Linked DNA regions of Sus scrofa: all the other regions are linked to region 1. Evidence: chromatin contacts called from public HiChIP or PLAC-seq data. All regions are on one chromosome and are shown on one strand. The core of a region is the stretch at or near the end of the contact, and the rest is flanking DNA. Distances in the headings are between cores, read along the strand shown. Region 1 holds the start of PRR3 (proline-rich protein 3). Region 2 holds the start of IER3 (radiation-inducible immediate-early gene IEX-1). Region 3 holds the start of TUBB (tubulin beta class I).

Evidence for each region. HiChIP or PLAC-seq counts read pairs in DNA pulled down with a chosen protein or histone mark.
Region 2: a contact with region 1 is called in an H3K27ac HiChIP or PLAC-seq map of alveolar macrophages. The contact joins the promoter of IER3 here to the promoter of PRR3 in region 1. A contact is called at or near these places in 3 of 47 Hi-C or Micro-C datasets (liver, retroperitoneal adipose tissue and skeletal muscle) and 1 of 2 datasets of contacts at active chromatin or transcription factors (alveolar macrophages).
Region 3: an H3K27ac HiChIP or PLAC-seq map of alveolar macrophages shows a contact between it and region 1. The contact joins the promoter of TUBB here to the promoter of PRR3 in region 1. A contact is called at or near these places in 1 of 5 promoter capture datasets (liver), 5 of 47 Hi-C or Micro-C datasets (liver, mesenteric adipose tissue, retroperitoneal adipose tissue and 1 more) and 1 of 2 datasets of contacts at active chromatin or transcription factors (alveolar macrophages).

What each region holds. Positions count from the first base shown.
Region 1 is chr7:23,111,002-23,114,218 of Sscrofa11.1, forward strand. It overlaps PRR3 (proline-rich protein 3), which reads left to right and starts at 1,528. Exons shown (of 5, transcript XR_002345608.1): 1 at 1,528-2,667. It overlaps GNL1 (G protein nucleolar 1 (putative)), which reads right to left and starts at 1,413. Exons shown (of 12, transcript NM_001128478.1): 1 at 1,341-1,413; 2 at 757-922; 3 at 246-382; 4 at 1-84. The coding sequence starts at 1,413.
Region 2 is chr7:23,265,200-23,268,416 of Sscrofa11.1, forward strand. IER3 (radiation-inducible immediate-early gene IEX-1) reads right to left here and starts at 1,706. Exons shown (of 2, transcript XM_001927551.4): 1 at 1,391-1,706; 2 at 361-1,294. The coding sequence starts at 1,669. The coding sequence ends at 1,103.
Region 3 is chr7:23,246,165-23,249,381 of Sscrofa11.1, forward strand. It overlaps TUBB (tubulin beta class I), which reads left to right and starts at 1,663. Exons shown (of 4, transcript NM_001044612.1): 1 at 1,663-1,919. The coding sequence starts at 1,863. It also overlaps a transcript of MDC1 not described here.

The sequences.
Region 1 (3,217 bases), core at 278-2,777:
CCTGGAAGCTCCGTTCCTCCTGGCTCATCAGTTGCTCCTTGGACATTTCATAGTTCCAAGGAGGACGTCGGGGAAAGTCCAGAACTGAGAAATCAAGAAAAAGTCCAAATAAGTCTGAGAATAGTTTTAGAACCTAGGGTGCATCCCAGGCCCTCCCATTCTTCCTCCCAGTCAGCTCTTACTCTTCTAAACTCCTTTCCCCAGCCCACTGCCTGACCTAAGCTCCCAGCGCTGAGCTCACTCACCAGACCCAGGCTGATAGACTTCCTGGATGTCCAGCTCCAGCAGCTCAGCACTCACGGGCTGCAGCACTTGCTCCCGGGCCGCTCTCTTTCTCCTCTCCACCTCCTCTCGGCTGTCTCGCTCAAAATGCAGCCGATACCTAACAGGACAGGGACCACCACATCCATCGCCAATCCTTGGTCACAAACTACCCTCTTGGGCAGACAACTTCGCAAAGCTTCCTCTCCAGAGTTCAAGTCACTCCTCTGAATGGGCCCTCCCCCAAATCTTTTTCACACAGCAGTAGGCCTTCCTCCAAGTCTCGCCCTTCTGAAGGCCAAACTCTCCCCAGCCCCTCCAGTCCAGAAGATCGTGGCCCGCTCTGGTGACCCAGAGGCCCCGCGGAAAACCGTCGCATCCCAGCCCCACCATCTCCAGTTTCAAGCCTCCACCAGCAGCAGCCTGCTTTCCCCTAGCGCTCTGACTTCCGGGTAGGCGGGGAAGCCCAGGCCAGAGACCCCCGCCCACTCTCACCGATTTGGGTCATAGCCACGCGGGCCCAGCCCCTGGGAAGGCTGCTGGTTGAGCCTGCGGATGTGATGGGTCACAGATTCCCCGTCCGAGGTGTCAGTCTGCTCCTCCCGCCGCTCCCGGCTCCCGCTGCGGCTGTTGGAACTGGATCGCAGCCCATCTTGAAGCCCTGCGGGGAGGAGCTGGTGACGCCAGTGCTGGCCAGCTCTCAGGGGCCATAAGACCCCCCCCCCACGGTTGGCCTGGCTCCTCCTCACACCACCCTGATTCTTTTGAAGCCAGATCCTCCCACCTACTCTGCCCAGGACCCTCCCGGATGTGCGTGGGGGGAGGCACTCCTCCAGGGATCTGTGGGGATGGCGCCCCGTAGGAGCTGGAGGGATTCCCCTCCCCCAACTCTCCATCCTTCCCCACCCCTTCCAGATGTAGGGGGGCTGGGGTGAGGGAATCCCCTCTGCGGTCGCCCACGCGCGTCGGCGCGCTGCCGCCACCCCTTCCCACGCCTCCCAGAGGTGAGGTGGGCACACCCCTCCCTCCAGATGTGCGGGAGTCCGAGCCCCGCCCCCTCTTCTGGCTCCCGCACTGACCTCGCTTCCGCTCCCGCTTGTCCTGCAACTGCTTCTTCTTCTGCTTCACGCTGAAAGGCTTCTTCCTCGGCATGGCCCGGACCAGTCACCTGGCCCGCCCTCCGCCGAGCTCCAGCCGCTTCAACTGACTCCCCCCGGGGCAGCCCCGGTCGCAGGGGCCCGGGACCCTGGAGGGGGCGGGGCTGGAAGGTGACGTCAGCGGGCGGGCCTGGCCGATGCGCCCCCGCGGCCGGGGTGGAAGACGACCAGGGGAAAATACAGTCACTTTCCACTGGGAGCGAGGCAAGAGAATGATGAGAGGTGGGCTACCAGCATGTAAGAGCCAGTGGCACGGACAGGGCTCAGCAGCCGCGAGAAAGGAGGCGCGCGTGGGAGGATCGGTCTAACTTCGTCACGGACGCTACCAACTAGCGCTCGGAGGAGGGGGGACGCGTGTCATCACTACCTTGCGCGCGGGGGAGAAGCTACCACTCACCTGGTGGGGGCAGTGGAGCGGAGGGCGGGTCTTACCACCCGGGGGAGAAAGGGACGCGCAGAATCTACTTTACCAACCCTCCGGCTGGATCTTGGAGGAAAGCCGCGACCACGCGTCCCGGGAAGGAAGCCAAATGACTGGGCTACACTAGGACAGGGTCAGAGGTCTTGAGGGGCGGATGGCGGTTTGGAGAGCCCTAGGCACTGCCCTGCTGGCACCCAGATTCCTTGTGGGAACGGTGATAAGGAGCAGATTTACAGATCATAAGTGCAAGTGCGGCCGAGGAGGGAAATCCAGGTGGGACAAGGATGTTTGGAGGGAGGTCACAGGGCACGAAGTTGTGCCTGCAGCTGTTACCATAGAAACCGGGGACCGGATGTGGCGATCTTAGGGTGCGACAGCCCCTCTGTCAGGCTTTCTGCCCCGAGAGCCCGCCGACTCTATGACACACTGTGAGGAGCCGGTTGTGTTTTTTTCCCAGCCGGGGGGAAGCGAGCGACTTTTTCAAGCGTTCATAGAAATGCGATAAAGGAATGGTTTGGGATTGCTGCCACGCCTGGCTAAGGCCGAGGGAGCCTGCTGATGTGAGACGAGCCGCACAAAGGGTCCCCAGAGCCTTCCGGAAGTGAAATGGCGGGAGCCCCAGCCTTCACTGTCCACTGCCCCCCCGGAAGCGGAAACAGAATTCCAGCGTGCCCCTTCCTCACTGCTCTCCAAATCCCGCTGCAGCCATTGCCGCAACCACGATGCCGAAACGAAAGAAGCAGACTCAGCAGCAGCAGCCTCCGCATCAGCAGCCCCCACTGACAGAGCGGGAAGAGACTGGAGATGAGGAGGATGGGAGTCCCATCGGTGAGGAGTCCGAGAGGGGTGTGCACATGCCTGTCAGCTGGGCCAGGCGAGGGGCTAGCCGCCGAAAATGTGCTGGGGAGGGGGCTCTAACGGAAGGAGGAAGGGCGCACGCGCTGGGGCGGGGGCTGGGGGAGGCCTGTCCGGAATAGAGCACTATGTGAGATCTCTTACTTGAACCCTTAACTTCAAACCGGCCCCTAAACCTTTCTAAAGAAGTCAAGGGAGAAGACGAAGAGTTCGTGTGCGCAGCCGCAGCACGACAGGGGAGTGGGGGCCCTAGAGAGGTTGCAGATTGCATGACTGGGATGACAGTTTGTGACCAGACTTTCACAGGGAAGGTGGAAGAGCAGCCTTCTTTAAACTACTCGGGAATGGGATGGAGGTGGGGAGAGCTATCTGATTGGTCAACAGTTAAAGCGAGAAATTGGATTACTTCTGGAACCACTTAGGATCTTTTGGATAGCAACAGCCTAAGAGAAAGTTTGTAGATATCCTTTCCTCATTATTCCCCTTGAGTCTCCACTTTGCAAATCCTGAAAATGCTTTGCAG
Region 2 (3,217 bases), core at 456-2,955, 150 kb after region 1:
CGCCCACCCCTGCGGCCGAGCGAGCCACGAGTGGGACTGGGAGCCCCGCCTCACGCCCCTCCCCACGCTCCGCCCCAGCGCGCGGGACGTGACCTTCGTGTGTCCCGCACCCCGGGGTGAGAGATTGACTCATCTCGGATTTGCCCCGCAGAAACTAACTGGGAATACCGCAGACTGGGCAACGAACGACAGCATCCGGTCACCGGATGCTGGGTTCCGAGCCTCGAGTCTCGGGGCGGGAGCCCAGGGCCCCCGGGAGGAGAGCCCTCTGGGGATGTGGTCGTGGCTCCTCCCGCCCGGCCCTGGAGCCTGAAGTCTATGAGGAGTGGGCATCACCGCTTGCAGAGACACTCACATGACTGTTGACAGTAAATCAAGTTTATTTGTGTTCACAGAACATACTGGGCGACCCCACAGCCGCCCTCTGACAGCCCACTCACCCCCGCAGCCACCCCTTGGGGGCAACTTCAAGGAGATCGAAGGCCAAGGACAATATTTCCACGGTCCCCCGAAGCCTCACATAGTAGAGCCGAGAGTTCAGATGCTGGAGGACCTAAAGTGTCACCCGCTAAACCTAGGACCCACCACCGTCTTCGATTCCCAGCCCGGACCCGAGTTTTCTCCATCCCTCTCCCACCCTCCCTCAGTTCTGGTGCTTGCCTCCACCAATCCCACAGAACTCAATAAATACCCAGAGATCTGCACTTGCAGCAGGGAGCACATCTCGCTCCGCAGCATAAGTTAAAATAAATATTAGGTGCCCCCCTCCATCACCTAGGGGGACATACATAAATACATATAAATATTATTAGGAGCAATGAGAAATAAATTAACAACAGTCTTCCTCCCCATCCGGCCCAGCCCCAGCGTGTCGGTGCCTGTCTCTCCCAGGCTCCCAGGGCGGGCGTCTCCGCTGTAGTGTTCTGAGTGTGAGTTGCCTCAGGAGTCCCAGTTTGGGATACGCTCTTGCGCACCAGGTACACCCGGTGTTTCCTTGTGTTTTCAGATTCTTTTGGGGGTGTGGGCAGTCAGGGTTAGAAAGCGGCTGGGTGTTGCTGGAGAAAAGTGCTGAGGTCCAAAGCGTAGTCCGAGGGCTCCGAGGTCAGATTAAGGGCTCAAGAACTGGGGGCGCAGCGGTGGGCGCGGGGGATGGGGCGCTGGGGGTGTCTTCAGGGGCCAGGGGTGCCGACACACCCTCTTCAGCCATCAGGATCTGACAGAAGACGATGGTAAGCAGGAGAAAGAGTAGCTTTTTGGCAGGGTTCGGATCCTCGACTGGCAGCTGGCGCCGGACCTGAGGGGAGATGACAAAAGGGGGTTAGGTCAGGGCCCCGGCATCCAGTGGTTTACCCTGCTCTTCCCCCGGGCTGTCCGCTTCGCCGACACTCACCACTCGTGGGTAGAGGACCCGACGGCTGCGCTTTCGGAGCCCGCGGGAGGCGCTGGGGCGCGCGGCGGGGGCCACCGCGGGCTCCGGGAGAGGATCGAAGGTGAATATCTCGGGACCAGAGCCTCGCCGGGGCACCGGGCTGGTGGAGGGGGCCGGGGTCGGGGCCCGCAGGATGGTCATGGTAGGGAGAGAGCTGCGAGAGTGACACATTGTGCGCCGAGCTGAACAGAAGGACGACTGGCCCCACAGCCCCGCCGCGCCAGTTATGTACTCGAGCATGGGCGGGCCCTTACTCAACTCCACCCGCGGCTGAGAGCGGTTGGCCGGGCGGCTGGAAATTCCGACGGTTAAGCAAAGGGAGGGGGTGGAGAGTTGGCCAGGGTCAAGGAAGGCCTCAAGTGTGTGTTGTGAGTTGTGAGTGGAGGCGGGTGAAATCCCGGGCTGTGGACACATGTGGGGACATGTAGCAGCTGGAGAGGTGCCCACAGACTGTTTGAGATGGTTCAGCCACAAGCCCCATCTCTGGGGAGGCAGGAAGGCTTAAATAAGGAAGTCTGGCCATTCTGCTACAATATTGACCCAACAAAAGAACCACAGTTACACATGCACATTCACACGTCTGTGGGGATTAAGAGGCAAGTCACTACAGAAATAGCCAAAAAGCCTAAGGGAAACCAATACACTGGCACACACACACCACACTGCAGAGGCAGAAAAATTTCTCCTTTGGCTGGTCTAATAATTAAATTGACATAGGATAGATTAACAAGAGAAAACAAATTTAATTGCATGCTTACAGGAGCCCATGAAGACTTGAGATTCAAAGGCAGTCATTCAGTTGAGGTTTATAAACCATCCAGAGCTAAGGAATGAGATAGGGACCTGGGGCTTGAAGGGGAGGTAGGTAATTCACAGGAGGATGTTTGCTAATTAGATGTTTGCCCTGCCAAGCAGGTAAATCTTGCAGATGAAAGCTATCTCTCCCTGGGTCAGGCCCCCTACTTAAGTTATTTAGGCAGTTAAGGGAGAGGTAAAAAGCTTTTCCAGAGTCTGTTGATCTTGATTGCCTTCTGCTCAAAATAATCCGCATGCTCCAAAGAGGCACATTTTGGGGTGACATATTCTGCTACCCTTCAATATACACACAACACACACACGCATACACAGAACAAAGGTGCAGACACCACACAGGGGCAACCCAGCAATGTGCACAAATGTTCATACATGGCTGGAGCAGAGGACACAAAATACAAAGGCAAGAAGTTAGTAGCCACCCGGATTTAAGTTTATGTGAGGAACATTTAAACTGCGAGACATTTTGCAAATGTGGTAATGACAATAACTCGAGAACTGACACATTTTCTTTAACTGCCTTAGAAATAGCTGTTCACGGACACAGAATATAACATCTTTTGAGCATTCATGGAGCCAGGCTTCCTGTTAAATGGTACTGTTGAGTACCAAGGGGAGTTTCCTCATGTGTGCTGGGGAGCCGGGCATGCCAGATGCCAGGAGAACTACTGTTCATGTCTGTCTAATCAATCAGGCGAGGCTTCAGGGAATAATGGCATTTGAAAGGACCTTGAACAGTGGGGGGGATACCACAGAGTCAGATGTGGAAGATGACTGAGAAAGAGAATGGAATCAGCAAAGGCCTTGAGCGGAAAAGTACAGGATGTGTTTGGGGAATCATAAGAAAAACAATCTCATGGTGAGTTTCCAGTAAAGGAATAGTGGTAAAACTGAGCAGGACCCTGTGGGGCTCTCCTGGGTACAAAAGCCTTCCCATGTCCCCTGTTTCCTGTTTGTAGGGAAAAGGCTTCAGCC
Region 3 (3,217 bases), core at 413-2,912, 140 kb after region 1:
TGATGGACATTTTGAGGTCATTTTCCTAAAGTAAAGATCCCTAGTTTTGTTAACCATCTTAAAGGCTGACCGAGGTCTTTGAAGGGTCGAAGGATGATAAAGTCATTTATTTCATTAAATTTCGTACTAAGAAAAGAATTGTAAATGTGACATGAATAACTTAGGAAGACCTTTTGCATTCATTATCTCGCTTCATTCTGACTACAACAGTCAAACAGGCTTTTGGTTTTCAGAGAGAACTGGAGCTGTGCAAAGTTAAATAACTTGTTTAGGTTCCCACAGCTAATATTTAAAAGGTGGAGACAAATTGAAACAAGTTTTCCAATTGTAAATTCTTAACTTTCTCGCTGCCCTAAAACATAAACATTCTATTTTAAGTGAGTGGAGGGGGTCTTACACAACTTGATGTTCTTTTATTTAGAAGATGCCTGAGAAATTTGTGTTGAATCCAATGTGAATTAACAGTGATGATCTTGATATCACAAGTCCTTTATTACAGTGCTTACTGCACTCTATTGTTCATACACTTTTCACCAAATTGCAAGATCCTGGAAGACAAGGAGCTAATTTTTAATCATTTTTGTATCCCTAGTTCCTGATTTGGTGGACACTTAGTATCTATCAAGTGAAGAATTGAAGAATACCACTGAGAAGAATACCACTCAGACTTGAGCACATCCAGTTTTTTTCCCCATGACCCCCGCCCCCCCGCTCCTTTTATTTCAATTCTGAAGATCCTGGAAGGTTTCAAATGGTCAGCCTCCCAGTCAGTGAAATCAATGAAGTGAAAAAAACAGCGACTTCGAAGTGTCTAGGGAGGTAGGCTGGAAGACAATGAAATTCTATCAAGGATCTCACCCCACAGTTTTCGGCTTCACAAGAAGGCAAAGGGTTAAACGCTGCTCGAAGGCCCAGATCTCTCTCACCCCCCACCATGGACGGAGAGTTCTGGCATATCCGTTTCTCTAAACCAACTTATTCTTGAACACATCCTCTACACAATTACTCCTCTATCCCGCAAGGCCCTTGATACAATTTTGTTTCTCTTTCAATATCATCATTAAAAAACTCCCAAGGAAATAGCAAGAGGACAATCCCTTCCTTCTTCCTGAAGTATCTGGAGAAGGAGCGGCTTAGTGGAGTTCATGCTTTAGGTCACCGAAGGACCAGCTGTTAGATAGTAGTGCAGGGTGCCGCATTTCTCCCCAGTTTTCGCTGAGCTAAGCAGTCCAGTGTTCCCAAGAGCTACTGCAGCGTGGAGCTTTCAGGGCGTGCCCCTCCACCTCCCAATGTCTGGCACCCCAGGGTTCCCAATTCCTGTATCCCCGAAAACTACTCTCTTTTTGTTCCAAAAAAGTCAGGCATAGCGGGAAAAAACCCTTGCGCAAGGTTACTTTTCACAAAAACCAAACCAAACCAAACCCCCAAACCCAGTACCCACCCATTCGTCCTTTCATATTGCAGCGTGGACAACAATAGAGGACTACAACTCCCAGGGAGGACTGCGCTCGTCCACCTGAGCAGGGACCAATGGACGTCTGATACATGACAGGCACGAACTAATCAGGACCAGACTCTAAGAGGCTTTGTCTCCTCACGGTGGCGCGGGGCGAGTTCTCCCGCCTCCCGGCCCCCGCGCACGCGCGCCCCGCCCTGCCCGCCTTTCCTCCCGCGCCCTCCCCTCTCCTTTCTCCCTCTCAGAACCTTCCTGCCGCCGTGTTCGGACCTCGCTGCTCCAGCCTCCGGGGCCCGTCCCATCCTTCCAGCCTGCGACCGGGAGCAGAGAAAAACAAAATTACTTATCATTTTCTTGCCCCGTACACACCTTGAGGCGAGCAAAAAGATTAGAATAAATTTTAACAATGAGGGAAATCGTGCATATCCAGGCCGGTCAGTGTGGCAACCAGATCGGTGCCAAGGTAAGATTTTTTTGTTTAACCTCTTTAAACTATATTTCTTAGTGAGAAAGAAAAAAAAACCCAGGTAAATTAAAAAGAATGGTTGTGGAACATTTGCATTCTCCATCCGTAGTCAAGCCTTGCCCCCCAAAAGTTTTATATGTATAAAATACGCGTTTGTAGTTAGGGTCTGCTTTTGAAAAATGGGGAATTCTTTACTCGGCGGGTTCATTTTGGGGAAGCTGTTAAAAGCACCCTGTAGGTTTAGGAGGCGGGAAAACCGAGCTTCTGTAAAATTTTACTTAAAAGGGGATCTCCTAACGGTCCGAGGACTTGGGGAGCTCGAGGGAGATGCGGAAACGGCCGGAGACAAAGCGAGGCGAGGTTTTCCCCATGTGCATTCCCCTTGGCGGGGCTTTGTAGGGCTAAGCTGAAGGGGGAAGGGGCGAGGCTGGCGGGCAGCCGCAGATAGGTCGGATCCAGAGGTGGGGGAACGCGATGCACCAGAGTGGGCTGCAGTACTCGATATCCTTTGCAAAAGCTCAGGGGTCTCCGCGCGCCTGCAATCCCCAAGGGGTGATCGCTCAATTTTTCGTGCTGGAAGGCTAATACGTGCTGGATTAACTTTAGTTCCTTTCATTTACCCTAACGGAGACCCTTTTAGGGCGTGAACAGAAAAATGGGAAAGACGGTGTCCTTTCTTTAAAGGGTCCCTTAGAACTAAAGAGTAGGACAAAAGAAAATCCTCAAAGCAAAGGAGAAAAAAAGGGTAGAAATAAAATTCCGAGGCCAAGAGGGGGAGGGGTTTTTTCCTCTTTGCGCGCGGTTACAGTGTAGCGGGGGAGGGGCGGGGAGGAAGTGCGGCTGCAACGTTGTAGCAGAAGGGCGGGACCCGGGCGCCCCTAGCGCGCGGGGACAATACAGCCTGGCTGGCCGGCGGGGGGCGCACTAGTCCCGCCCAAGCCCCGCCCCTAGCGCTCAGGATTTGCGGTTCGCCCCCGCCCAAGCGCTGCGCCTCCCTTTGTCGGCGGCTTAACCTGCGCGTGCGCTGCCGTCACGTGCAGGGCGGGGGTGGTCGCCTTCTGCATTGGCTCCCGCCCCGGGCTCTTTGTGCCCAGTGTGAGGGGCGGGGAGAGGTTGCGCTTTCCGGAGCTGGTTGATTGCCTCCATCTACTAACCCTGGCGCCCGCGATCGCCGGGCCCTTCCAGCCACACATCTCACAATCAGTGAAAGCTGCACCCTTCCCGGGGGTGCCACTGTCTCGGGGAAGGGTGTGGCAGGCGGAAGGAATGCTGGACCCTAGGGGAGAGCCCACTAC